Linked DNA regions of Mus musculus: all the other regions are linked to region 5. Evidence: chromatin contacts called from public promoter capture Hi-C and targeted proximity ligation data. All regions are on one chromosome and are shown on one strand. The core of a region is the stretch at or near the end of the contact, and the rest is flanking DNA. Distances in the headings are between cores, read along the strand shown. Region 1 overlaps Phf20l1 (PHD finger protein 20-like 1). Region 2 holds the start of Tmem71 (transmembrane protein 71). Region 3 overlaps Tmem71 (transmembrane protein 71). Region 4 overlaps Tg (thyroglobulin). Region 5 holds the start of Zfat (zinc finger and AT hook domain containing). Region 6 overlaps Tg (thyroglobulin). Region 7 holds the start of Phf20l1 (PHD finger protein 20-like 1).

Region 1 (4,274 bases), core at 548-3,047, 1.6 Mb after region 5:
CCTTAGTGAATTATTATGCATCAAATGCAAGTTTTATCCAAAAGTAAATATAACATGACATTTCCCTAATACAATTAAGTAATCTATAACTAATAATCTGATAATGGGGTTCAAAACCACAGTTTGAATCTTTCAGAAATATAAATTCATTAGTACATCAAATTGTGGCTGTAGGCCTGTTATCAATATGTCATAACTGGCATTGTAACTCCTTAGGACAACAGAAGTTAGCAACAATCAAAATTTCTCATTTAGGTCTCTTGCTGATACCAACTGAGATAGTTAAGAGCTTTCTAACTCGGCTTTTTAGCTTAGAAGCAAGGCTAACAAATACCATAAAAATTAAGTCTGGTTACAAAACATTTTCACATTGAAGTCAACCTGAATGACAAAATAAAAGAGGGAACAGCGTGATGTTCCTTAAACTCTAGAACATTTACAAAGGTTCAATTAATGATTATTGGTCTCTGTTACAAAACTGGCAAGGACTTTGAAAAGTTTTGAATTATGCAAGTACAAATAGCCGAGTTGCTCTACTTTCCTTTCTTTTTAAAACTGTTTCTCTGAACTGGTTACTCAATTCTAAACTATCTTTCCACATGTAGTAAGTACTTTTCACAATCACATGTACCTCACAGATTATGTGTAATGAAAGATTGACATTGTAATGAATTTTCCAGAAATATTTTATTACCCAAGTCCCTGATATATCGCATTCTGAGTATATTGTAACAATTGTAGGGGTACAAAATATTGTTATATCTGGGACGTTAAATATAGTCATACACAGTAAAAAAGTTATTTAAAATTTGGTTGATATACTGACAATAACGGCAAAGACTTAACCGTTTGATGCTCACAGAAAACTGGAAGGTATGAGTCACTGACATATTGATCTCAATTTAAAAGACCATTCATTTAATACAACATTAATGGAGGTATCAAAACAATGCACTGCTTTCAAATCAGGCCTGAATCAACACTGAAAAACTCAATACAATATCAATTAAATTTGGGTTATCCTTTAAAACACATATAGAGAAGAGCAAAAGGTACTCATTTTAAAGTCTTATTAGTCTACTAATAAAGAAAATTAAGATAATACAAAATGGATTTATTGAAACTACATTAAGGCTCAGATTTTAAAACAGGAGAACCAAAGAAATTCAGTTATGGCTATTACTGTATTCATACAGTGCCTAAGCAGTTAAGCCCTTAGAGGATGGAAAAGCATGCACAGCTCAGTATGTACAGGTATTGTGGGTACGTGAACATAGCCAAGGCCAGTTCTAGCAACTGCAACCTGCGGTTTTAAATTTCTCTATTAGGTGGTTTAAGACAGACCCTTAAAAGTTTTTTAAATTCTCTTTTTTATTGTAGTTATTAAAATATACATCCTAGCAAAAATGTATGGCTCATTGATCAATTCATAAAACACAGTCTAAGAACACCAACTGTTACAATATAAAAGAAACTTCTTATAAAAGAAGTTTAATTGGATGTCAAAAAACCCTGATTAAATCCACAAATGAAAAGTATTTGTGTAAGGGTCTTTTTGAAAGCTAAAGGTGTCCAGCTGGAAGCTCATACCCTGGGATGCCTGTCTCCAGGCCTTCTAATTGTGGAGACAATGGCTTTCATTTCAGTCTATGGAGAACATAAGCTAATACAGTCCATAGCTTATGTGCATATTCGGGAGAAGGCAGAGTTAAAAGTGTCTCATCAATGAGTCAGTGCTCTATCCCCATATCTGATCAGAGGGCAACTGCAATCACGTAGTACTACAGCTCCGTGAGTGACCTTCCAGTGGGACCTTGAAACAAGCAAATGCTACCATTTCATACCTGCTCCAGGACTGGAGCTGTTGCACTGCAGTCTTCTTTTCTTTCAGCACCATCCACCCCAACAGCTTTGGATGCCAACAAACCTTGAAAAAAAATTGTACAAGAATGGCTTGTTAGGAAAGAAGGACTGATTTCATCACAATAAACTTCTACAGGGAATACTTTCAAATGCTAACTTTTAATAAATACAAATACCCTTAAATTTGAGAGTTGTTCACATAATTGACTTATTTTCTTTTTAATGTTATTTTTTGAGATCCTTAAATACATAAAACTTATTCTGGCTTCAAAGTCTAGATTAAGATGTTTTATATTGCTAATACTGATAAAGTAGAGTAGCATATCATTCTGCCACACTAGTTTTCAAAAAGCATTTCTAAATTTTAATTTCACTTATACTCGTTAACCTTAGCTTAGTGCATCTATGCTCACTTATGCAGTATCTTCTTCCAAAAGTTTCAATACCATTTCTTAGGCTTATTTTATATGAAAGGGAAAGAATGTGTGGGTCTTTAGAACATCTGGCCTGACTTCATTCTACACATGGTGAAAAAATGGGAAGTTCTAGTTGTTTTGTAATGTATATCCCTAACACTGGATTTTTAAAAGACAGAATTCCTTATTTATGACACACTTTTTTTCCACAAGACATCAAAATTTTGCCTTAATTAATAAAAGCATTCACTTGGATACAATTCTTAGCTCATTCTGTCACTACTTTTTATGAGACTAGGTTTATCAGACCTTCAGACAAATATTAGATTTAATGGCTACTTTGTTCATAAAAGGAAACATGTGTAACAAGTGATAATTGTAAACTTGCTATAGGAATTTTTATCACTTTTATTACTAAAATTGTTAACATTAGTTTATAGGAGAGAAAAGGTTCCCTGAAACACTAAAGGACAAAGAGTTATTCACAAGGCAACATGAGCCAATTTTCTCATATAACTACCCCAAAGGTGTTAAGTAACCAAGATGGAAGCACACATACTCATATGACCTCCTCACAGTACTAAGAGAGACACATGCAATATGCTCATTCGTCAGTAGGCACACTGTTTTTACTGAAGAGATGAACGTGTACACCTAGTGTGAAACAAAGAGGCGCAGTGCAAAGCAATGAATCTGATATATTAGTGACTGGTACTCTACTTAGTTTGAGACCACCATCTGTATAGTTCCTTCACGTCCCACATCACGTAAGGTGTGTATTTAAAAGAGAAATAAAGGCATGTAGATTATTTTTATAAAATTTTAACCCACAAATTCAATCCTATTTACATTGTAAACATATTTTACATAAACACAAAAGATGTAGCATAGAGTATTTCTTTAACATTTAAAACAGCATATCACTGTTTTTGTTTCTTTTCCAGCTACCATTCTTGAGAATCAATAGGCTACCTAAGTTTTTGTTAATGACACAGAATCAAAGTCTTTTTATGTCAGGAAATGAGCAGAAGTTCTATTCCTTAAAGCTATTCAAACACAACAAATATTTGCCATTCAATATATTAATAACTATGCCTTACTCTGTTATCTTTCCTAGAAGTGATAGAATATTTTTTACATTCATCAACAGATGAGATGAATTATTTAGCATATGGTACAAGTTTTAAAAGAAAAAAAAACAATCCATCCATAACCTATTACGATAGTATAGACCAACTTGATTAAAAGCCATTTCTATATAATTGTTGTAAAGAAAAAGGAAACCCTTTAATTTGGCCAGACAGTAATGAAGAACTTAAGATAAACTAATTTCAAAATACACTTGGTATCTAGAGCATTCAAAAGCACCAAATATACACAGTAAAATTTTGTATGCTTGACCAGAATATCAACTTTAAAAAAATTAGTAGGCATAAACAAAAGAGGACACATGATAAAACAAGTACTTGGAGAGCAGGTTCTCCCTCTGCTTGGAGGGACAGAAAGTCCAAATGCAATTATCTTTCCCTGACAACATCATAAGAAAAATTTCATATCCAGAGTCAATGAGAATTCAAAGGAAAATGACACAAATTAAGTTAACTTTAATCATTTCAAATACGTATTCTCTGTAGATTAGAAACAGGTTCTACTCTAGGAGACTGTCTTACAGAATGCAAGCTATAGCACCAGGACATTAAACAGTGAGCAGAAGGGGAACATCAAGTTACCATGAATCATAACACCAAACAAAATCACTCCACAATGATAGCCTTCACGGAGAAACAGGAGGCCAGCACTCCCAGGAATACAAAAGGGGGTGCTCAAAGAACAATGAAGTTGAAATCTTGGTCAAAAGTATGTGTCATGAGTAAATTTAAATCTCAGGATTTTTTTCAAGTTTTGCAAAAATCCCTGACATCACACAAACATTTCTAACTTCCAGCAATGTCCATGACAATGAGAGCGCATCTTGTCTGAAGTACTATTCTTTAT
Region 2 (3,740 bases), core at 134-2,633, 1.7 Mb after region 5:
ACGCACACTCCAAATAAAAATTGTAGAGAGCTGTGGCCTTCATAACTTGATCTAGGAGAGGTCATGTAGAAGGAGTTGCTTAGGAACAAGATGTAGAAACAACGGTAGTATGTTTAAAGACTCCAAGGTGAAAGCAAACCTGAACAAGATGAAAGGCTGAAGATCAACATGGTCAAACTTTAGAAGATAGAATGTGTGCAGTATGAGGCTAAAACTTGCCTCATAGGCTGCAGGGGTGATTTTGAACTTATTATGAGAGAGGAGCAAAGATGAAGGTTTTAATTTAAGGAATGACATAATCAAATTTACATAGTGAGATATGTATGTGCATAATGTGTTGGATAGAGGCCAAGTAGACAGTTGGAATGTTAGCATAAAATACAGTCAGAATGAGGTAGTAAGTGGAGTCCCAGGGAGAGACAATGGAGGTGGAAAGAATGTGGGATTCTGCGTAGGAAATAATACTGATATCTCCTAACATCAAAAATAATCTCGGTAGCAATCCCCAAGAATTAATAACACAAACTCTCCACCATCCTGATCAAGCTCTCCAAAGAGAAGTCAATTCACAAAATCCAATAAGGAATACATCTTGCACATTCCCTCAGGTACCCAGCTATTTCTTTCTTCTTTCTTCTCATTTGATTCTGCAGGCCAACCTTGGGGCTATAGATTATTACATTTAAATTTGAGAAAATTGCAGCTCAAAGATGCTAAGCCACAAGTCTGAGGTCCCAAAGCTATCGTGAAAGACCATTTTAATCTTAGCCTGTCTATGCCAGTGCCTGGAAAATGAAGAAGTGGATGCTCACAGTCATCTATTGGATGGAACAGAGGGCCCCTAAAGAAGGAGCTAGAGAAAATACCCAATGAGCTAAAGGGGTCAGTAACCCTACAGGAGGATCAGCAATATGAACTAACCAGTAACCCCGCCCTCCCCCCAGAACTGTGTCTCTAGTTGCATATGTATCAGAGGATAGCCTCATAAAAATCACATTATTATAGATAATATATAGCTTTTATAGCATCCTGAACTTGATAGCGTTGATGCTATCTTTGATATATTTAGGTTAATTGGACCAAGAGCATAATAACTGTATGCTACTCATAACTGAATATAGCCAGAAAATGTCAAACAGGAAACATGGCTTAAATTTTCTCATGTTAATATAGTTTGAGGTGACACAGAAGCTCTGAGAAGCATCCCTCAATGATCACAATGTATGGAGTTGACCTGACTCTGGGTTGCCTGTTCCCTTCTGATGGTCAAGAAGATCTGCTGTATTTACTCTGTGAACACCACTGATGCGATCGTGACAGGAAGTATGACCTCATTCTGCTGCCCTGCCTCTAGTTCGGAAAGGCTGATATTGAAAGTAAACAAGGCCCGTGAGACTAACTCCCAAGAATGACAAGCTATTCTATTCTTGGAAGCAGCTGAAAGATCCAGAGGCCCCTGACCACCAAATTGCCCTGTGAAAGTGGCAGAGACATGGTCATCTCCAACCAGAAGGGAAGACGGGGTGCTCTGTGGGAAGTCACTTCTGCACCTGTTGACATTCTGATGGGATTTTTCAGTTGAAGAACGGCTCGGTCCAGCTTTCTGCACTACCAACCACTGGGAAGCTTCGTATTTCAGTAACCCTCCTGTCATTTATCAGTCGGAAGAAGAGCCCGGGGACTCCCTGTGGAGGAATATGTATGAGCAAGTTATATTTCAGAACAGATGCATTGCTTTGATGAGCTGGTAGACAGAGTCTGTTTCTTGAAAAGTTCTTGAGCTGTGAATGCAAGTTGTTTTCACAGTTACTAATTCTTGACTAGCGGGCATTATGCTCACTGTACATGGCTCCTCGCTTTTGTAAGATCAAACAGCGAGACCTTGCTTTCTGCTGCACAATGCCTTGCCTTAAAACTAAGCTTACTGCCTGAGGAAAACTAACATATAGTCATTTGGACTGGACAAAGTCTTATTGTATTACTCAATGCTGAAATCACAAGGAACATGCTAGTATGTTCACTTGTATGGATATTATCTTTTTCAAACCAGTGATTTTCTTTTTTAAAAATGTGTGTCTTTATTTAGAAATCTTCCAAAGAATGCTAGAAAGTTCTGTATTATTTAAGACAATCTTATAAGCTGGAGTATATGATTCCTTGAAAGGTTCACTATACATTATTAAATAATCTAGTTTGAGCCTTAGAGTTGATGTGACTGATTTAATGTATTATGTTATAGCAATCAATTATTAGTTGACATGTTTATCAAAAACAGGGACAGAACTACTAGATCATAAAAGGCTCTCATGTCACCTTATAAAACTACTAGGGTCGTATTATACATATATACTTATATACATACAAACATATGTATATGTATACACTTATATAATTTATGTAATTCAGTAGCTACATGGAGATAGAACTATGTGATAAGAGGTAACTGATCAATATTTGCACAAATTGCACACTTTGAAGCATGCTTACTTTGAAATTGAAAAGTAAATTCTAAGCTTTCAGGAATGTGACTTTGTAATCTGGGTTGTGGTGGTCTATTTGTAGCTCAGTATAGCTTATGCTGTTTAGGAATGTTCAGACTGATAGCCACCACAAAAGCCTTGACCTTCTCCATGGCCACTTGTCAATGGCAACAATCTCCAAGCACTTACTGCAACTCAATAATGAAACTAGTTCTGCTGGCTGCTTTAAATACACATTTGTTTCAAGGACACTAGAACCAGCCTCTTTTTCAGATTTCTTAATTAAGTAACAAAAACCTATTTAATCTGGATGACAAATAAACCTTTGTAAGTATTGCTTTTCTCTCACAATGGTGTTGTTATTTACAGAATATTCAGACTTAAGGAATGAGACAATGAAAAATAGAATTTAAAGTAGGCAGCCCCACACTGAAGTCCCACAATCTGGTCTGCTTCTCCAATCCTACATCTCTGTACTATTTCAGCAAACAAATCTGACTAGTGCAATTAGTAGACGCCATCTGTTTGGCATCATTTGTCTATTTTTAATATATAGTCCATCTTTTTTTTTTAACGTCTTTTGCAGAAAAAAAAAAATCTGTGAAGTTTGAACAAGCGGCCTTCTCAAGATGTACCGAGACTCTCCACTGATGTCGACACCAGTAGCAAGTAAATGTGAAACTGCTCTGTGCAATTATCTTTGAACGATTAGAGTCCTCTTAGCAATTTCCTTGCTTTGATTTTGCTGATACTCAGACCATTAGCCATCTGTCAGTAGCTTGTGTTTTTTAAATGCCAGTGTGTGCGCTTTGGCAATGATTTCGACTTCATTTCTTTCCTTGAAAGAAATGTGGCATTTTTTTTTCTTTTAGGATTAAAAAAAAATCACTATTTTTTTAGATGCCTATGCATAAATGTGAAAGGAGGCCATTTATTGGCTACTATTAAGATGCAAAACTGTCTACAAAAATGCTGAAAGATTGATCACAACTTTCAGAAAATAAGGGCGTTGTTCAAACGGTAGTGGTTTCTTCCTTCCTCTTATTTTTCTCTCCCAACCCTCTTTGTAACCCTCTCTCACACACCCAGTTGTTCTTCTTTTTTTTTCTTTTTCTTTTTAACTAATAAAATAACAGCCTGAGCTGAAAGTCTAAATTACCTTATTTGTTTTCAGTAGTAATTGTCAGCACAGAAATCAAGTTTCTCTGAGCCAGGCTGTTAGAAGTCCTGATACTGCCGTTGCCTTTTATAAAATTGTGT
Region 3 (4,248 bases), core at 1,315-3,814, 1.7 Mb after region 5:
ATTGAAAGTCATTCTTACTTATTGCATTCACCCTTTCCAGCAAAGTTCTAGCCTGGGAAGTTTAGGGTCCTTTAACTTTAGATTCAGCTCAAAAGTCAACAAGCCAGAATTATCCCATAGTGACTTTATGTTGAAGACACCTGATGATTCTAGAAGTTGTCTTAGCATGTTTCAAACTTTGTGTTGCATGGATTTGAGATTTAACTTGGGTGTTATTTAGAGGCATTGGTAGGCTAATTCCAGGGTAAGTAAAATGTATTTGCAAATGAACCATTATAAGGGAATGCATTAGAAACTATTTGCACCAAGCATTCTGTTTGAATGATAAAACGAAACATGTACTTGCTATTCAAGATTTCATTCAGTGTTTCAAAGTGGTTTATAGAGAGTTTCTATAGTAACACCTATCATAACATATTTTGCTACTCTGCTCTTACCTGAATAAAATCCTCACAAAACAAATGGTGACACCTGTCTACTCTGCTATTGCTTCTCAACAGCAACATCTAATAGATGCCAAATGAGTGAATGGGCAAATTAGAAGTAGGAGTTATCTCTGCTATAAAGTCTAATGTTGTAAAGATGTAAGGCTCATATGCTTACACAGATCCTTCAAATAAATCTATTCATAACCTAACATCACTTGGAGGTTGAAGATGAGATAATCCATGCCCTTGCCTACATGATGTTATAGTATCATTTCATGATTTCTTCAAGGGCCACCTGGATTTTACTATATATCGAACTGTACATTGATTTATCCAGAAGAAATACCACATGAATATCTACATGGTGACATTCTTACTAAGAAACAGTATATCGTCTATAAATGAAGCCCCTACTCTTTTGATGGAAAGCCAATGCTTTCTGTGGTCTGTTCTCCATTTGTTGTAAAACTATATTTTCCCTGAATTCTGCTGAGCTACTTGGTCGTAACTATATTTGGGTTCCTTTACCAAACTCTCATTCTTCTCATCTTTGCTTATTTGTGTTCTGAAGATATGTTGTTTATACCTCAAAGGATGGGGACAGATTAAAACAACACAAGGCAGGCTCCTCTTACCCCCCTCCGCTAGTGCAGTAGGCAATGTTGCTTTTGTTCTGATTATTGGGAACCTTACACAGGGCAACTTTGTTGGTTAGTTTCTATTGTCAACTTGACACAACCTAGAGTTACTCAGGAGAGAGGATCTCAGTGAGGCATTATCTAGAGCAAGTGGGGCATGTCTATGTGCAATTATCTTGCTTGCTAATAGATATAGCCCACTATGCAACGCATCAGTGCTTTGTCTGGGGCCCCTGAACAGCATCAGCAGGAAAGAAGCTGACTGAGCAGAAGCAAGCCATCATGACTGGTGCACTTTTTCCTCTCTAATCTTGACTGGGAGTGTACTGTGTGACTAGCTGCTTGACTTATTGCCTTGGCTTACCCAAAATGATGGACTGTAACCTGGAATTTTAATCCAAATAAACAGTTCTTTTCTTCTGACAAATTGCTTTTGGTCAGAGTGTTTCATCATAGAAACAGAAATAAAAAGTACAACAGCATCATTGGATATATGTATATACACACAGAGGTATAGATAGATAGATAGATAGATAGATAGATAGATAGATAGATAGATAGAGAACGGCTGTCTCCCAAGACATGCCTATAGACACACACACACAGAGAGAGAGAGAGAGAGAGAGAGAGAGAGAGAGAGAGAGAGAAAGAGAGAGAGAGAGAGAGAGAGAGAGAGAGAGAGAGAGAGAATGATTAAATTCTTTTGCTTTTCCAGGAAGTGATCTAGACTGTTCTCTGAGTGATGGCTGGGAGTCTCAGAAGCCAGTCACAGACACTTCAGAATCCTCCTCTTCTGGCTACATCCTGCCTCAGTCTCTCAGAGAAAGCTCCCAAAGTTCCTCTCTTCAACTTCAGGTGAAAGCATCAGGGCACTTCGAAAAGAACAGTTTGGATCATTCAAGTGAGTCCTTTTAAATCTTTGCCACACCCAAACTATTCTTCCTTCTTGCCACGTAAGAATGATGTAGCCATGACTAATGTACGCTTAAGAACTGGTATCAACCTGCTTGAGGAAGGGAGGACCTGGGCTCCTGGTTGTGTCCAGAAGATACAGAGGCAAATGCCTTTGATTTTAGTCATGGAGTCCTCAGCAACCCTGGGTATACAGTGTTCTATTTTTTAAGAACCTTGGTGCCTGATAAGTATTAGGTTTTGATAAAGCTGAGGGGAAGGATGACAGGTCTCTATTATTTACTGTTTGATCATTAGCATGTGTTTGATATGCTCTAAAAGGAGAAAAAATGAAGAAAAACAAAACAAAACAAAGCAAACAAAAGAACAAAACCAAAATCAAACAAACACCAAACAAACCCAAAACAAAACAAAGCAATACAACAACAACAACAAAAGCCCACGTCTTTTAGTGCTATGACTCAGGAAGGCAGCTCTTGGTATTTCCTAGCATGAGGAGTGAAAGAAGCTCACCAGTGTGCTGATGACTCTCGCTTGTCAGCAGCAGATTAATGACATTTTCATGATGTCTCACATCCAGCAGAGGAGAGCTGAGCTCGCTCTGCTAAGCTTGCAGAGATTTCATGTTTCAGAGCCTCTCCTATAATCTACAGCACAAGGAGCCACCATAGGAAAAAAATGTACTAGGCTCTACACGCAGGTGACAAACTCTAAAATTTAACCTTGAACCTGGGCAGAGAGATTTTCCTAGTTTTCGCTTTGCAATGAAAACAGCCTAGAAGACTGTACACGGTGTCCTGTCTACATGAATACTCAATACAACTGAGGTTATCACTGTGGGAGGCAGAGAGTGAGTGAAATGATCCTGGTTTTACTCGCCTCTATAAACCATTACTGAATAGTGTCCCACTGAGCATTCCTCCAAAGACTTAGTCATGTGTCCCGCACAATATATTCCTTCTGCAGTTGTTCAGCAAGTGCTAAAGGGTATTTAAGTTCCAGGTACATGTGTTTCAATAGCAGAAAAATCTATCTTTGACTGTGAGGATAACCACCAGGCTATCAGTACCTTCTGAGTCTCAGCAGCCACCTCTTCTAGGGAGCCTAGCCTTCAATGTTCTGGTTCACAGAACTCCTCTCTCTTATGCCCATGAGCTGCACCACTGTTGCCTGCTTGCCTGCATGTCTCAGCATTCTCTGAACCTAAGGTCATAGCTATCCTTGGATCCCAAATTGACCATACAGTGACCCATCAGTGTTCATAGCCAGAGAACTTTGTCGTGTCTCAAGCTGGGGTTATTTTCCTTAATTGCACATGAAATCAGAAGAGATGGAGAATGCAAATACACTTTAGATGAATGGTTAACATTCAACTGAACCCCACAATAATTTATTTAATTCACAGTATACATAAATCTTCCACACTCTGAGTGACATAATTTACTATTGCTCCACTTTGACTCGCCAGACTTCAGAATTCCGCCCACACTAGGGATTCAGTGAGATTTATAGCTAACTCTGTGTTCATTCCCAGGATAAAATCACAAAAATAAAAACATTCTCAGTATAAAGTCTTTCTGAGTTTTAAACAACTGTTGCAAAATTGAGCTTCTGTAGTGTTGGGGGGGGATTAAGTTGAGATCTATTCATAAATATATTTTTAAACCCTCACGTGTTCATCTTTAAGTCAGCTCTGATTTCTTACGGGTGATTAGTCTGAGACTCAGGGTATGATTCTTATGAGTCTCCTAATTACAAGTGCTGGGTGTTTTGTGCTTCTTTCTTCCATGATTTGACCCCATTGAAATAGTTCACTGATTACAGAATTTTGAAAGATTAAGTACTTCATAATACATGTATCTTTTTCTTCTTGGTCTTTAGAGATTTCCAGAAAGCAAAGTTGCAATTGTCCTTCTATGCCTCATTTCAGACAAAACATTATGTCCTGTCTAGATGTGGTTTTAAAACCTTGCCTCTGGTACTTCATAGCTGTTTGTTATTGAACTATTGCACCATGTCTCTTAGTCTTGGTCTACTCATATGCAAAACTGAGATTATGTCCCCTGCCTTGCATGATTTCAGGATAATTAAATTAGCCAACGTATTAAAAGCATTTGTGAATTATAAAACACTCTGCAAATGATAGGCATTCTTATTATTGTGATTGACATAATCATATTCATCATCATATTTTTAGTGTTCTGACTTTAGCATAAATTCTACAAGGGCTTCTTCCAATATCAAAGCAAATAGCAAGTCTGAAACATTTT
Region 4 (3,935 bases), core at 1,086-3,585, 1.5 Mb after region 5:
CAAAATCTGGAATTTATAAATGTAACAGTGTCATGCCTTAAAAGCTAAGTCATTGCACAAAGGAACAGGAAAAAATAGGAAGTGGAGAGAGATGGTATTTCTCCCAAGAATGATCAGGTAGACAATGAACTTACCCTTCTCCTCAGTGAGGGATTGCAGGGCAGCAGAAGGGCAGAAGCTAGGAGTGTCACTCCATACAGCTGGAAAGAAGAAAAGGCGGGATTTTAGCTACAGAGACAACAGCAGAGGTGCAGGGCAGTGGTGGAAACTAGAGGTCTGTGCAAGTCAGTATGAGTCAGGGGTGGAGCTCCATGATGACTTCTTCTCTTATGACCCTGGACTGGGAAGCCTCTGTCCAAAACCATGCTTGAGTTAGCACCACACAGAGTAAAGAGGTTTCAGTATACTTCATACTGCCTGACAGCTTCCATCCAGGAGTAGCTTGCATTGTTCATTCATATGTCATTAGTCATACCACAAAAGCCTGCTGCTGTAACCTCAGTTTCCACATCTGTACTATGAAGATGACACTACCTATCACCAAGGTCACTGTGGGACTACAAGAAGTGACCTAATATATAATGTGTGCCACAGAAACAGGGCACAAAAGATTAATAAACGGCAATGATAAATAGCAAGTTACACGAGTGGGGATATCTGGACTTTGGGGAAAGACAGACTTGTCTTTGAACATGATATATCACGAGGAAGAAGTGCACAAGGACAGGTCATCTGGTTTTGGTGCCTGGCCTTGGTATTTGTATAGTGAAGATGATATAAGAACTCAATGAGGAACTGCATATCCTGTAGATGCCACAGAAATGCTCTAGCCTCTTCCCTTCTGCTCCCTTCACTGAACACATCCAAATCTTCAAAGCCTCCTTATTATTCCTCCTTCCAATGATGTAAAGAGGACCAAGCCCAGAACTCCTTTCCCTCATAGGGGCTGGCATTGCAGCTTAGGAAATACAGTGAGCAATCAACAAATTCGGGCATTATCCACTCAGAGGATTTCCCCCTCATAATGGCACATTCATGTCATAGTCTCTTGTCCCTCGGGTCAGAGTGTGTTTCTATGCTGGTTCCAAAAGTTCTGCATGGCTTCCCCATATTTCTATCTCTTATCTTACTCCCTTTTGTCTGGTGTGCAAAACACCATGCCATGACTTGAATGCTTCCTTCAAAACTCTTGTGGAAGTTCATTTGCCTCTATGGCCATCCATAGGTGGAAGTTTTAAATGGTGGTCAGGGCTGTGGGCTCCCATCTTCATGACTAGATAAATAGCGTGGTGAGGATGAGGGGTTGTGGAGGTCTGTGTAGCTTCTAGATCTGATCCTGGGAAGAGTCCTGTTTGAAAAGCTGCCATCTCCACTGTTGCTTTTCTTCTCACCTTGTTCCTTACCATGCATTGCCTCTACCCTGTTACAATTGGAGAAGGCCCTCTCCAGATGCCAGCATGTTGGCATTAACTGGCTTGTCTACTGCCAAAACTGTGAGAGGTATTTCCTTATAAGTAGCCCTGCAGCAACAATATGAACTAACCAGTACCCCCCGGAGCTCGTGTCTCTAGCTGCATATGTATCAGAAGATGGCATAGTTGGCCATCATTGGAAAGAGAGGCCCCTTGGTCTTGCAAACTTTATATGCCTCAGTACAGGGGAATGCCAGGGCCAAGAAGTAGGAGTGGGTGGGTAGGGGAGTGGGGGGAGTATGGAGGACTTTTGGGATAGCATTTGAAATGTAAATGAAGAAAATACCTAATTAAAAATAAATTAATTCATCCATAAAAAATAAAATAAAATAAATTATAACAAAAGTAAAGAATAAAAAAAAAATAAGTCACCCTGCTCTGTGGTAACCACATAAACTGAACTAAGAGCCCTGGCCTCTCAAGGCTCCAGAGCTTCAGCCACAGTCTCTTCCCTCCCTTCATTTCACTTTCATGGAGGCGCCTCTTGCTATCATTTAAAGACATCAACTGCCAAATTTCAGCTGACATTAAATCTGCCTCAGGGGTTGGTAACAACAGGTAATACTGTGCTGAGACCCATCTTCCAAGGGTCCAACTTCAGGGGCCAGGGATTGGCCTGAGAGTTGATATTCCCAATAGGTTTCCTGATACCGACATCTGAGCTGAGGTTACACACCCCCATACTGAAAGCATCACACAGAATGTCCATAATTGCTAACAACTTCCCCCCTACACTCCTTTGTAGCAGGCCTGTATCTAGACTCCAGCCACACCCTGTTTTGTTGTCCCTTCCCAGAATAGGGAACCCAAGAGCAGAGTCATTAGGGAACAGTCTGGCCATCTGCTGAGGGTGTTTATCTAAATGTGTACTTCCTGTTATCTGGGTACACTGTTCAAGAAATCTATGTTGAAATCCACAGAGAGCTCTGTTTGTATTGTGTGTGTTTCTAATGAAAATCTAGGGACAACTGAAACATGAACTGAGGACAGGTGACTCAGACAAAGCTCCCAGCACCCATTTGTATACACTGCTTCGTAGATCTCCCTGCGGCTGTAATCTAGTGGCATGAAACACACCATGGTCAGTCTGAGGATTGACCTCAGGTGATATAGCAAACATTTATGACACTGGCATGTAGTAAGATCAGGACCTCATTCTATTTTCTGACACAGAGCTCCTCAGCTGCTGGGTTTGCAAAAGTCCACAGTGAGTGAGCACATAGCCAGGATAGGCCCGGGAACCGTCTACCCCACTTTCCACATTGTCTTCCAAATGGCTATTGAATTGTAAGGAGTTGGTTTTTGTTTGCTTGCCTTGGTAGAGATGGAACCCAAGGCTTACATATGCCAGAAAAGCACTCTACTTCTGAGCTACACCCTAGCCCAGTCCCAGTTGAATCTATCCTAATAAACTATGAATAGTAGCTAATGGTTTCTCTGTATTCCTTGAATTATTCTGGCAAGCTATTGAACAACCCAAGGAGAAATGGAAATTCTTAACTTACAGTCAGTTGCTTGGAAGGACAGAAGGCCATGAGCTCACAGTTAGCAGGTAGTGGGGAAGCTTGTAAGATTCTACCCTTTGCACAGGTTCTTAGTTCTGACTTAAACTTCAGGTATTTTGCATCAGAACTGAAAGAATCAGTAAACACCCAACTTATGTCTAGAGAATTGGGATCTTGGTTGCAGATGGGACTACACATTTTGTGTCAGAAGTGCTGGAGAAAAAAGCTCCAATCTCATCTTGTCTGGGCATAAGAAATAGAATAAGCCTTACCTCACTGGCTTGTGAGTAGAAAGAAGGCACTACAGTGAGGGAATCCTGGCTGCTAGCCAACGATAGGAACACATAGTGCCTGGGAAGTGTGAGAGTGTTGGTATGAGGGGAAGGAGGAGGGAGGATATACTAACTGCTCTGTGAATGTGGTGCCATCTGTGTGGATCTCAAGGAAACTAGAAGAAATCGACAATCCCTTACTAATGTCTCTTTTGTGTCTGTAACTTCAACAGTTTTTAAGGGACCTTGCCTAGAAGATAAAAGGACCCAGAGCTGTGATTGTCATTTCAAGAAGACACATTTGACTTAGTGAACAAAGCCAAGTGAGGCCTCACTGAAGCCCATGTCGTGCACATACGAATGCGGTGGGGGAAGCAATCTTCTTTAAGATGCAGGGGCTATCAGGGCCTGTTTCTACCTATGCAGGAAGGCCTGAGTTTATGATATATGGACCTGAGTAACCCCTGTGTTCTGCACACATACACCTGGTCTTCTAGACACCAAGATTTCTTTTCTAGGTACTGCTGTTGGGGAGGACTACAAACAACTCACTTGCATTCATAAAGTTGGCCAGAACTTCTGTATTTCTGTGCTAAGAAACACCAGACATTGCATGAAATTGAGGACAGCAGCATCAGCAAGCCCATTACCACAGGATCTGTGGGAATCTGCTTTGATGCTTCTGT
Region 5 (4,107 bases), core at 745-3,244:
ACTGAAAGCTAGCCTCTGCCTTCTAAGTGCACACTCATGTCCCCATCTGAAAGTGTGAGCCACACAAGAAGGTGAGGAAGCAACTGTGGTGTCTCCATTCACAAAACTGCCTTCCGTCCCTTTCCTTACTAATTTCCTCCTTCTTGGGACCAGCCTGGGAAAAGATATGCAATAAGTCTTTTTTGAAAAAATGAGTAGATTTAAGGAAGGAATAGTGGAGAAAAATCACAGCCACCCCTCACCCCCTCAAGACCACATCTACAGTCAGTTTTTTTTTTTTTCTTCTTCTTCTTCTTAAAAAAAATTTGGCTTTACTGTTTGGGAGCCATTGAGTTTTGAGATATATGTTAACTAGCTTCATTTCCAAAACTGATTTTGGCTACAACATTCAAGAGCAATCGACCCACCTGCTAATCAATCAATAGTATTTCAGTGCTGCTTTTTAAGAAAGGCAGCCCAGCACAAAACCAGTATTGTCAGCAACCAGCACAACTCACATGTCCTGACAGAAAATTAGTGTAAATATTTGGAGTTCTAAAAAGGAAATCACATCAATGCAGCATTCTGGTTAGTTCATTTTCAAATGAAAGATGTTACTGTTCCCCTGCCACGCAGCCCTCCCTGAGGCAGAAGTTAGTGGAGGTGAAGCAACAACTTCCTGATTCTCCTCACATTGTGTCTACCGGCATCTGGTGGGTTGTGGAAAGGTGGGGCCACACACTTCATGGACTGTCTATGTGATCTCAAAAAAGCTACACAACCTTCCTGAACACCTGTCCTTTGCTCACCTGCCCACTGAAATAAAGATGTTTTTAAATATGTACTAAACAGAAGAATGAAGAATTAGACCAGTCATCTTAAGGTTCACTGCCCAAAGGCACGTCAACGTTTCTGGTTTTTGTTTTTAAAAAAGTGAACAAAATGAATGAGCTCATTCAGTCGTTCAGTAGCATTACTATGAAATCTGTGATGGGTAGGCAAAGACTAAAAGACCCAGGGGCCTTTGTGACAGGACCCTCTCTCCGCTCGGCAAACTCAGTCCATGGCAGAAAGGGGTAGCAAACAGTTATGCGCAACTGAATGTGAAGAAGTAATAAACACATGACCTCGACCTGTGGGGGTAAGAGAGAGGAACCTAGAGCTGTCTGAGGAGCACTCCAAGCTAAACACTACAGAAGGACTATACTCAGCATTTCACCAGCACTGTAAAAACAAACCAGGGCTGCCCAGACGCCGGTCATTTCCGTCCTGCTTCTTTTAACATTTTTCTCTTGTTTCTGTATGTGTGGAGTACTTTTTTACAATGGCTAATTTAAAAACCTTTCTAAAAGATAGCTTTACCAGCACAAGTACGACTGTTATTATTATATATATACTTAATTGGCCAACTCTAAAACTCATTCCCAGTTTCGAATGCTAAAAAGCTGACCAAGATAGGTAGGGATAAGGGACTTCGATGTCGGTAGAAATATATTCTATCAAAGTTACGTGGAACAGACGCTTCCTGCAGCGTGCGGAGGGGGCTCTAAGCTCCTAACATAAAAAACGGAAAGGTGGTCACTGAGCTTCCAAAAAAAAAAAAAAAAAAAAAAAAAAAAAAGATGTGCGAGGCACTGTCACTTCCAACCCGGCTCGTCCCGGACCCTGGGAGAGCCTGCCTGGGCCAACTACACCTAGTCAACCCGACCGGCAACTTGGGAAACTGAGCCCCGGAAAAGCTAGTATGCAAAGGGGCGCACTAGCCTGCCCACTCGCAGCCGTCCCCGCACGGAAGAGGATTCAGGACATTCCGGGTCCTGACTCCCACGTCCCAGGATCACAGCGTCCCGCCCCGGGCGTGGCCCAAAACAGCGCGCAGAACGCCGGGACGAGAGGCCGGCACCTAGGGTAGCCGCGAGCATGCGCACTGTGCCTTGCGTGCCGAGGGCGGTTCCCCGCGACCGACGTCGCTACGTAGGCGTCGGATCCCCGGGGAGAGGAGGGCGAAGACTCCATCCGCCATGTTGGATGCCGCAGATTCGCCATAACCTCTCCGGCTCTTTCCCTAAAAAAATCAAAATAAAGAGCGAAGTTTCCTCAGGGTGTCCGACTTTCTCGCTCAGCCCGGGAGGGAGCCGGGAAGAGCCCGAGGCTTTTTTTTTCCTCCGCCGTGGGGGCGTTGCCATGGAGACGCGGACGGCAGGTGAGCGGGGATGGGGGTTGGGGCGCGGCGGGGTGGGGGTGGGGCGCGGCGCCGCGCGGGAAACCGCTCGTGGTGTGCAGTGGGGAGGCCGCGCGCAGACTCGGGCCGGCGGAGGGATCCACGGGCGGGCGGAGCGCCGACGTCGCAGCGTTCTGCGGCCCACGTTTGGAAGCTGGCTTGATCCTGCCGCAGGAAAGAAAAAAAAGGGAGGCGGTGGAGAGCAAGCGAGGGGAGCGCCCTGCGCGCCTGGGGAGCAGTTTCCAGGGCTGTGGGCGGTGCCAGGGCGCCCGCCAGCGGCCATCCGCGGGCGTCTGGCTGCATAGGTGTTCGAGTCCCGTTGCCTGCCGCTGTTTGTGTGAGCTTTGAGTTGGCTTCTTGCTTAGTCAACAGTTTCGTAAAGTAGATGACTTCCCCTTCCCAGTGATCAACCCCGTGTTCTTAGCCAGGACGTGCTTCAAGTCCAGCCTTCTCTAGTGACCTTCAGAGGGAGCGGCCAATGAGAGAGATGGGCTTTATCACGGGTGACCCTGTCCCATGCAAGTAGTCATTTGCCTTCTGTCTTTGGCCCAGTGCTGTAGGGCATTGTCCTCGTGCGCTTGAACGAAGTGGCTCCAGGCCACTTCCTCCAGGCAGCCCTCAGACTGTCTAGCCAGAAGCTGCTTTAGCTGGTCTCATTGGAAGGGTAGACTTTTCACTTAACCCCTGGTGACTCCCCTTAACCTTAAGCTTGTGACCTCTAGCCTGTGATTGACACCAATTTAGACTCTTGGACCCTGACTTCCGAGGGTCGCTGCCAGTGTCTCCTGGTTGTTCTTAGTTGGTCATTCACTGAAGAAGAGAAAAGTTGAGAGCCCAGATTCCTGACAGTGGAGCTTTAAAGAGATCGGACTTCTGGCTTGGAAAACAATGTGAACCATATGTTTGCTTGGCCTTTGTCACTGTCCCCTGGAATTCAGACAGGCTCTTAGTAGGGGTGACCTTCTATTGAATGACTGAGTGAAGGAGCTGCTGATCATTTGTACACGTCACTGTGGTTTCCTGCTGGAGCCTGGGTCCATCCATACAGGGGACAGAAAACTCACGTTCCTGGGGCTTACCTCCACTACTCTCCACCTTTAGCTTTGGAACCTATCACTTGATCTGTGAAATTAGTGTTGGTGCTACAGAGTGGCTATAGGTCAAAGGGACACACAACAAGCCCCAAACAGGTTATCTTTCTGTTTTCCAGCCATGACAAGTGAAGAAGGCTCATAGTTTGAACAAAATGTATTTCTGTCAGCTCGTTTCTGGGAAATTTCCCGTTTTGGTGTTGGAAAGGCGGCTTTGGGTGGTAAACAGGCTGGGTGGTCATTGCCCCAGTTCCAGCTCTGTTCTGTGTGTGTTCCAGCTCTGTTCTGTGTTGGTCTCTTTTTCATGGTATCTTTTGCTTTGGGTGCAAAGGTTTCTGCTTCTTTCTTTTCCCACCTTGTAGTGTACACAACAGCTTCTCAGCTATCGCTGTCTTGAAGGAGAATCTAGTGGCTGCTCAGAGCAGGCCTAGTCAGAGTTGGGTGATTACACTGTTTCTCCTCCTCTCATTTTCTTTTATAGATGTCTCATGCATGCTGCCCCTGAAAACCTCTCTATCAAGATGGGTCAGTTTAATAGAGGGGGATTTAGCCTAATGGTTTGTCCCTTGTCACCTGTTGGGGTTGTTAAGCTTTCAGCGTGTCAAACTTTCCAGGGGCAGGTACTCCCTTCAGAGGCAGTCTCTCACTGTTCACAGCTTTGCTGGAGAGAGCCGCTCCTGAGAGACTCTGAGAGCTCCTGAGAGCTCCTGAGGCAGGGGCTGTGACCCTTGTGCTTGAGGCCCATGTGTTGTGCCTCTACCTTGCTCACACTGGTGGCACTCCAGATGGTTTTCATAACAACACACTGTCACCATG
Region 6 (4,169 bases), core at 290-2,789, 1.4 Mb after region 5:
ACTGCTGTTTATCACCAAGGAAGTCAGGACTGGAACTCAAGCAGGTCAGGAAGCAGGAGCTGATGCAGAGGCCATGGAGGGATGTTCTTTACTGGCTTGCTTCCCCTGGCTTGCTCAGCCTGCTCTCTTATAGAACCAAGACTACCAGCCCAGAGATGGTCCCACCCACAAGGGGCCTTTCCCCTTGATCACTAATTGAGAAAATACCTTACAGTTGGGTCTCATGGAGGCATTTCCTCAATGAAGCTCCTTTCTCTGTGATAACTCCAGCTGTGTCAAGTTGACACAAAACTAGCCAGTACAGGAAGATTATTTGGAAAATGGAATTTCAGGTTGGAAGCTCTTGTGAAATTCTTCTCATAGCACAGCAATTACCTTTTTTCTTTGTTTATTAGTTTCCTCATCTGTTAAATGGGTATATAAGAATGTCACTAGAGAAGCATTGAGAGCATGGGCTATGAGGCCATCAGCCAAAATCCAAGTCCAATCCTCACTGATAAGCTATACAACCTTAGAAAAGCTAAACCTGAAGTCCTGAGGCTTCAGGTTTTTGGTTTAAGTAAGAGTGAGAAAAATACCTTACTTATATATTTGTTAGGAAGAATTTTAAGGCGGCATGAAAGGGCTTCTTATGTGTACCAAGCTTCCTGAAAATAATACCAGTGTTTTCAGATATCCTAAGCAGTAATTCAGAGAATTCTTGTGAAAATCAAATGAAACCACAGGTATAAAAAGATGTAATCTATAAAAAATTCTTCATATAAATATGTACTATTGATATTCCTATTGATGCTCAAACTATAATTTTAAAATGGTAGACTATTCTCTAGTCCAGTGATTCTTAACCTATATGTTGTGATACATTGAGAGCCGAATGATGCTTTCATAGGGCTTGCCTAAGACCAAGACTAAGTCTGTGCTAAGGCTAAGGACTGATATTTACATTATGATTCATAACAGTAACAAGATTACAGTTATGAGATATCAACAAAAATAATTTTATGGTTGGGGGCCACCACAGCATGAGGAACTGTGTAAAATGGTCACAAGTGTTAGGTTGAGAACCGCTGCTCTAGACTAACAGATCAGCATTAGAGTTTCATCTCAGCCAAGGCATTTTCCACAGCCTCCCCTTGCTGGTGCAATTAGTCATGGATCAGTGCATGCTGAGCTGACCCTGACTGATAGTTTTACACCTAACCAGCTGGTTCTGACTGCGTGTCAGTGACTTAAGTAACATCAAAGTCAACTTCAAGCTTGCTTTTCTTCTGACAATAAAATCTTATCATGAGGAAGTGGAGCATCCAGCCATGAGGAGGCATCCTGGGAGAGCATGAGGTGGGGTTTCAGTGAGTGTGATAACAATCTTGCTATGGATCTTAGCCTCATGTTGCACTGTCTGAAATACCCAGAGGTGGCTCGCCAGTTACTTTGGCATGGTTACTCACACGATGAGGGTGCTGGGGCAGAATGGTGCCAAGGTCTTCCTCGGACAGTGTCAGGAAGTTGAGCACAGTGGCCTTATCACCAGCCAGGCAGCCAGCTGTTTCTAGATTCCCAGTATAGGTCTTTGTTGCTGCTGTGAGTTCCTCTATTAGAGGGCTAATTCCGGCAACTTCTGCACAAAGATGCCCCAGGGAATCCAAATCAGCAGAACATGATTAAGGCCTTAAGGTGTTTAGAGATCTTAGGGGAAGGGGCCTTCTTTTCTCTCTGTTTGAAACTCATTCCCTCAGTCTTCTCAGCTCCCTCCTCCCTATGAACATCTACTTGTTCTACACAGACATTGCATCACACTGACTGCTTGTTGTCCCCGCCTCTTGGAACTGATGGTGTCTGCAAGTTAGGATTGCAGAGCTGAAGACTGGTCTCATTAGACACTCTTAAAAAATGCTGTCTGTGAGCCGGGCGTGGTGGCTCACGCCTTTGGTCCCAGCACTTGGGGGCAGAGGCAGGTGGATTTCTGAGTTCGAGGCCAGCCTGGTCTACAAAGTGAGTTCCAGGACAGCCAGAGCTATACAGAGAAACCCTGTCTCAAAAAAAAAAAAAAAAAAAAAAAAAAAAAAAAAAAAGCTGTCTGTGAGGCGCAAAACTCCACAGCATTCCCTTACCATGAATGCCCTACTCATGGGAAGACATTGTAAGAGATTCTTATGATTTCAAAACATTTTCAGACTCCTGCTTAGAAACAATCCAGTTTCTCTTTGGTATCTGTCAGTAATCATCTCCCAAATGGGATACCCACAGATAGTCCACTGAAGCTCCACATGAAGGTTCTAGAGTATGTGTCTATAGATATTATTTAAGAAATGTCACTCTTTCAGTTTCTGTAAGTTATAGGTACATATTTGCTGTGTTATTTATGGAAACAGTTTATGACTATGAATAATACCCTGAGAATAACTTTTTTTTTCTGTAAGTACATGATCAAGAGTTAGGAAGTGACTAGTCAAACAATAAAGAGACACTGGGTAAAAGATGGAAGCCAGGAGGATACCTTCATCCAGGGGTTCTGCTCTATTGATAGAAGGAGGCATGCCAGCAAACCATTTGACCTTAGGTATAGATTACTATGGCAACTGTTGATCTGCAGACAGACACCACCACCATGCCTACCATCCTTCATCCTTACTGATGCCACATGGCATGATCAACAACACCCTGGTGAGTATCCATGAAGTGCCCAGGACAATAGGGATAGTATCAGAAGGAGGGGATGCAGGATTATTTATTAGCCCGTTTAGGTAGATTTGAGAGGGACAGAGAATGAGTCAAAGAGCTAAGATGACTGTCAGTGGCCAGTAATGCCATCACTATCAACTCCAGACAAGACAAGAAATGTAGTCATCCTACAAAAACAGGAATTGAGAAAGAGGTGTGAAGCAAACATCTCATGAGACCCTCAGATGTCTAGCTGTATCAAATTCTGCAACTTTTAAGGATCTCCTACTCAGTCTTGGTCACCAAAGTCTTGCTAGATGCGTTTTCTGGGGTCCCTGTGCACCAGGGCCCCCACCACGTTGTCTTGTCCTGCTTTTCTCTTGTCCCTTCATCCATTCAAGGTTAGCTCAAGAGGGTAGATCAAGTGGCAGCCCTGTCTCCCCATATCTCTGCCATTTGCTACCCCACAGAGGCTCCATCACAACTATTTCAACAGGAAAGACAATGGCGATCAAGCTAACATATCTGGAAGATAGTAAATTACTCATATGGAGCTGAGAACCACCCAGGCTCTGGAGGCACATTAGTGGGATTAATTGAGCAAGGACTGAATAGGATTCTAGTGAGTCTTGGTACTTCTGCAAACCTCCTGAGCAGAAGGGGTCATGGGGAAGAGCTTCTACTTTTTTCTTTTGTTGAGGAACTACAGTCCCAGGAGTCTTCTTGCAAAGACAGTGCTTGATGACACACGCCGGTTTAGAAACGGTTTGCAGTGGGTAAACTCAGATCTTCCCACAGGCTACTTCTCTAACTCTAAGCCAATCCCAAAGCAGAACTAGCACTTCTTGAGGAATGGAACTGTCTACTCGTCTCTACATGGGAAAGACAGGCTAAGAGGAAATAAATACAAATGCTCTTATTCCCCAGGCACAGTCTCTTTCTTCATTCATTCAGTGGATACTTGTGGGTCACCTCTTCAGGGTAGGTTCAGTGGCTCTATGTTAGACTCACCACCTCCTGTGCCATTTATCAGATCCACTATGGTTTTACCAAGGGTTTACAGAAATGGAGGGTTTGATGGTTTTACAGTACACTAGGAAATGCATGTATATTTCCCCATGAGTCCTCACAAGCAAGAAGTATTATATTATGCTCTGTGAGAGACTTGGAAATCTGTACAAGGCCATATAGCCCTGCCTTTAGCTATCTGGCCTCCGTCTCTTGACTTTGACTCCTGTGTTGCAAATACAGCTCCCAAGAGTGTCAAAGAGGGAGTTTTCACTTCTGGTTAGGGGAGCTCTGAGATCTACAGAGAATAGGTGAGCTCTGGTTATACATCTGCAGGAGACAGGATGTCCTCACAGGTAGGAAAAGCATCTAAGTGCATTAGAGCTGCCTAACCAAGTACACTAGTACCTGATTCTTTTCACTCAAGGGATGCTACCTGGTTCTTAAGCTTGGATTTCTCATCATCTATTTTTTTCCAACATTTATATAGAAAGAAGGAA
Region 7 (3,770 bases), core at 99-2,598, 1.7 Mb after region 5:
GAGATGCTTAGAACATGTTCTTACATTACTACTCACTAGGATCTTTCTAGCTTAAAAAAAAAAAAAATAAACACCACACAAATGAAAAATCCCCACACAAACGAAAAATCTTATAATGTTTTAGCCACTGTTTAAAACAGGTAAAACTTAAGAGCAAACAGAATTCCAAATGTCCCTTCCTGTTTTTTTTTTTTTTTTTTAATCTGAAAAGGGAAGAAAAGAAATAGCATCAACGCTTGTTACAAAAATATGGGGGATCAAGTTTACAAGGTCGTGCCTAAGGGGATATAGAATATCCTGACATGGCATCAGTGAGGTTAAGATTCATAGCCAGGACACACTAGGTGTAATGGGAACAAACATAAATATTTTAAATAGAAATCTTGTAAGTGTGCAACATACAAGGCTGTTACTTCAATGTACAGAAATAGAATCCGAAGAGGCAGTTTGCCAGTTATGCTAACATTTCCTAAGATCAAACTTCCAGCCTGTAAATCTAATCCCCCGTGACTCTCAGGAATGAGGACCTCAAAAGGCAGGGACGATTTCCATTCTCTTGTGAGGAGACAGGAGAATGAGGGAGGCGGCAGAATTAGGAACTTTTACGAAAGACAATCTATTGGACAGACCCTTAAAGTGAAACTGTGGAACAGGGAGCGAGAAAGGGGAGAAGGAAACAAAAAGAGAAATGAAAAAAGACCAGAAAGCGGTAAAAAAGAGTTCGTTGTAAGGATGGTGGAAGTTTGCAGAGATGACAGTGAGAGGAAAGAGACAGACACACAGAGCTAGAGAGCGGTGAGGGAAAGACCGCGAAGCTAAGCAGAGGGGACGAGGCGGGCTCGCAGGGGTGTCAAGGGGAGCCAGGAAAGGCCGCGGCGCGGCTGGCCCGGAGCCCGGGAGCTGCAGGTTGACAGCCGCCGGCCCGGCAAGGGAAGGAAGGCGGGGGTAGCGCGGCGGCGCGCAGACAATAGGGTCAGCGGATGGCAGGGAGCGGGACGCCGGCCGAGAGCAACGCGGGCGCGAGCGCAGCCCGGGGACCCGGCAGCTTCCAGGCCCCTCCGCCGCCTCTTACCGACTCGGCCTCGTCTCCGCACAGCAGCCGGGCCGTCCGGGGCCGAGCCGGGGCGCGTCAGGGAGGCCAGCGCGGGCCTCGTTCGAGTCTGCCCGGGCAGCAGCAAGGGAGGGAGCGGGAGCCGAGTGAGCCGGGCCCGCGGCGCCGCGTCGGCCCGAGGAAACGCGGGAGGAAGCCCTCAAGCCCACTCCGGCTCCGCTACCATCGCAGCCGCCGTCGCTGCCGCCGCTGCCGCCTCCGCAGCCACCACCGCCGCCGGCCAGCCCTGACGCGACGCCGGCCGGGGACGTCAGCCGCCCGCGACGCGCCGGAAGCGGGCTGGGTTGAGTCACGTGGTACGCGAGGGCCGGGCTGGCGCGGCGCAGCCGATTGGAGGACTATTCTGGGGGTGGGGCTTCGGCCAGGCTGGGCTACTTACACATAGAAAAGACCTGGGCTCTAGATTCCCCTTGGTGGGGTCAAGAGGATGGTGGCCTTTTGTGATTGTTGCTGGTTTCTAACAAATCCCACTACTTGACACATTGGGCAAACTTGTCAATGCACCACACACTTTTCACCGTGTCTGTTCTATCCCACGTTAAGGACAGACACAATGATCTGTATTACAAAATCAGAATTGTCTCTTTTGAATGGATACTTTGTCACGACACTCTGCTATAAATATATCACATGACAATCAAAACTGCACACTTATACTACTTTCCAAATTCAGAAATCTTTATAAAACAAATAAAAGATTCTTAAGAATCTTTAAAAATTCCTAAGAAGTTTAGGGTACTAATAGAACAAGTCTTCACAATTAATAGTATAGGACTACCTCTGTTGAACACCTACCATGTACCAAAGTCTATATTAAGCAGGAGAATCCCTATCCCAACTTTGAGAAGATCTACAAGTTATCATTCAAAGTGCTACTGAGAGAAAACATCTATTTTTTTCCCCACTCCATCACTCTGCCTCCCACGTTTTAAAAGTGCATCACTGCATACAAATGACACTTATATTTATCTTGCTTCATCGTGTACAGTGAAAATAGAAATGTTTTCTCTGACTTTCAAGAGATTTGGTAAATTGAGAAAATCTTCATAATCATCCTTTTATTCAAAAGACATTCATTCAAGAAATATATATCTAATAGTTGCAGAGTTATACTGAGCTTAGTGATGCTACAAACAATGCGAATAAGACAGTTCTGAGATGATATTTGTCTTTATGTTCTTCTTTTTAATCCTCTGTGGTTCTCATTGGTCCAATACAATTAATATTTCTATTATTTCTAGAATCTTTTTTCTGTCACAGGCAGAATTATACTTTCCACTTTTAAAATATTATGTACGGTTATTTAATTTGCTGTAAAATTAGAATACAAGTAAGATCACACACACAAGAAAATGCCAATGCAAGAAGACAGTTCTAAAATATTTTTGTCCCCCAGTACTGTGATTTACAATGTTTGCAATAATTACTGTTTTAGCAGTAGAAGTCCTTGATACACTAGGATGACTGTAGGAATTATGGATCACCTAAAACAAACATGCAATTTAAAACAACACTTGATTTAAACAATAAAATGTATAATGTTGTCAAATAAAAAACATATATTTATAAATCAGGATCATTTGTTTCAGAGTCTAATCTAAATTTAATGAAGAAGTGTCAACCCTTCATTAGATGGGATGAAAATATTAGAATCTAATGAATTTAGTCCCCCTTGAGGCTATAGGTCTCACTTTAAATGCTATTTAAACTATATTGTTTTAAAATTTGTATTTAAAGATGCTAGCAATGTGCAGAATATGGAACAAAGTTTACAAATCACATCAGTGACAGTACCACTAAGTCAGGTTTCTGACGAAAGATAGATAGATAGATAGATAGATAGATAAAGAAAGAGATGTGTGTGTGTATTACATATATATGTGTGCATTCATTTAAAAATGTGTGCTTGAATATATATATGTATATATACATATATACTTTTTCTGAATGTATGTATATACTCTTTACTATGTTGAGTGTCAACCAGCATGATCATTCTCTGTTTCAAGTAGAAATAAACAGAGTCCCTCAAAGGCACACCATAGAATAAAAGTGAGAGGGACCACCATGTACACTCAGGCAAGCAACCCTTAGCAAACTCATTGAGCAACACTCAAAATGGAGACATGAAAGTAAAGCTGAGACTTGTTTAGAAGAGGAGTTCCAGTGAAGGAGGGGGTGAGAAGGGGAAGCAGGTGTGAAAATGACTAAAATTTATGTTACAAGTGTGTAAAATAGTCAAATCAAAAATGAATGTTTTATAAATGGGAATGAGGTCTTAGGTGCATTAGTGGCTTGAGTGGCTTGAGTGACTTGTGGTCCTGTGGAGTTAATACCCTCCCTTGGAACACATGTTAAAAATGGGAGTGCCACATTTGGTTGTCACTAAATTGCAATGGGAAATTTCTATTTAATGAGGAGTTACCGGGTCTGCTAAACAGCTTGGAGTACATAAGCAGCTCTTTATCTTGTAGAATTACACCAACCCATGTATGAACTTTGAATGTCCATCTAGATACTCATAAGAATGAAAAAGTTTAAAATTGTTTGTGATGAAAACTGAGTCTCTGAGGGCCTGCATTCCACCCTGCTGCTGGGGTGCAGAGGACCCGCTGGAGAAGCAAAAATTGACAGTGTTTACCCTGCACTGCTGCCATTG

The links. Promoter capture Hi-C pulls out the DNA fragments that hold promoters and counts their contacts. Capture Hi-C pulls out chosen DNA fragments and counts their contacts.
Region 1: a promoter capture Hi-C map of liver shows a contact between it and region 5, with 8 times the contacts expected there. A contact is called at or near these places in 3 of 39 promoter capture datasets (hippocampal neurons and liver) and 4 of 130 datasets of targeted methods (the NIH/3T3 cell line, astrocytes, large pre-B cells and 1 more).
Region 2: a contact with region 5 is called in a promoter capture Hi-C map of liver, with 6 times the contacts expected there. A contact is called at or near these places in 5 of 39 promoter capture datasets (the C10 cell line, HPC-7-derived erythroid cells, liver and 2 more), 1 of 484 Hi-C or Micro-C datasets (B cells), 6 of 130 datasets of targeted methods (astrocytes, extraembryonic endoderm stem cells, large pre-B cells and 3 more) and 2 of 9 other capture datasets (adipose tissue and liver).
Region 3: a promoter capture Hi-C map of neutrophils shows a contact between it and region 5, with 10 times the contacts expected there. A contact is called at or near these places in 3 of 39 promoter capture datasets (the 3T3-L1 cell line, embryonic stem cells and neutrophils), 4 of 130 datasets of targeted methods (epiblast stem cells, extraembryonic endoderm stem cells, large pre-B cells and 1 more) and 1 of 9 other capture datasets (liver).
Region 4: a contact with region 5 is called in a targeted proximity ligation map of pro-B cells, with 4 times the contacts expected there. A contact is called at or near these places in 7 of 39 promoter capture datasets (the 3T3-L1 cell line, the C10 cell line, cranial neural crest and 4 more) and 5 of 130 datasets of targeted methods (astrocytes, embryonic stem cells, large pre-B cells and 2 more).
Region 6: a targeted proximity ligation map of microglia shows a contact between it and region 5, with 5 times the contacts expected there. A contact is called at or near these places in 5 of 39 promoter capture datasets (the C10 cell line, embryonic stem cells, hippocampal neurons and 1 more), 1 of 484 Hi-C or Micro-C datasets (CD8 T cells), 5 of 130 datasets of targeted methods (astrocytes, embryonic stem cells, large pre-B cells and 2 more) and 1 of 9 other capture datasets (embryonic stem cells).
Region 7: a contact with region 5 is called in a targeted proximity ligation map of microglia, with 7 times the contacts expected there. A contact is called at or near these places in 11 of 39 promoter capture datasets (the 3T3-L1 cell line, the C10 cell line, HPC-7-derived erythroid cells and 7 more), 6 of 484 Hi-C or Micro-C datasets (B cells, CD4 T cells, liver and 3 more), 15 of 130 datasets of targeted methods (DN3 thymocytes, astrocytes, differentiating embryonic stem cells and 12 more) and 2 of 9 other capture datasets (adipose tissue and liver).

Annotation. Positions count from the first base shown.
Region 1 is chr15:66,607,179-66,611,452 of GRCm38.p6, reverse strand. Phf20l1 (PHD finger protein 20-like 1) reads right to left here. Exons shown (of 21, transcript NM_001081409.1): 9 at 1,845-1,927. Among named protein-coding and RNA genes, the nearest start is that of Phf20l1, 32 kb to the right of the region's middle.
Region 2 is chr15:66,558,689-66,562,428 of GRCm38.p6, reverse strand. It overlaps Tmem71 (transmembrane protein 71), which reads left to right and starts at 1,383. Exons shown (of 10, transcript NM_172514.3): 1 at 1,383-1,699; 2 at 3,067-3,149. The coding sequence starts at 3,110.
Region 3 is chr15:66,539,292-66,543,539 of GRCm38.p6, reverse strand. It overlaps Tmem71 (transmembrane protein 71), which reads left to right. Exons shown (of 10, transcript NM_172514.3): 6 at 1,782-1,967. Among named protein-coding and RNA genes, the nearest start is that of Tmem71, 20 kb to the left of the region's middle.
Region 4 is chr15:66,744,996-66,748,930 of GRCm38.p6, reverse strand. Tg (thyroglobulin) reads right to left here. Exons shown (of 48, transcript NM_009375.2): 35 at 135-200. Among named protein-coding and RNA genes, the nearest start is that of Tg, 76 kb to the right of the region's middle.
Region 5 is chr15:68,256,743-68,260,849 of GRCm38.p6, reverse strand. It overlaps Zfat (zinc finger and AT hook domain containing), which reads left to right and starts at 1,994. Exons shown (of 16, transcript NM_001145888.1): 1 at 1,994-2,182. The coding sequence starts at 2,164.
Region 6 is chr15:66,815,886-66,820,054 of GRCm38.p6, reverse strand. All of the region lies in intron 41 of Tg (thyroglobulin), which reads right to left. All of the region lies in intron 1 of Sla (src-like adaptor), which reads left to right. Among named protein-coding and RNA genes, the nearest start is that of Sla, 14 kb to the left of the region's middle.
Region 7 is chr15:66,575,150-66,578,919 of GRCm38.p6, reverse strand. It overlaps Phf20l1 (PHD finger protein 20-like 1), which reads right to left and starts at 1,348. Exons shown (of 21, transcript NM_001081409.1): 1 at 1,073-1,348.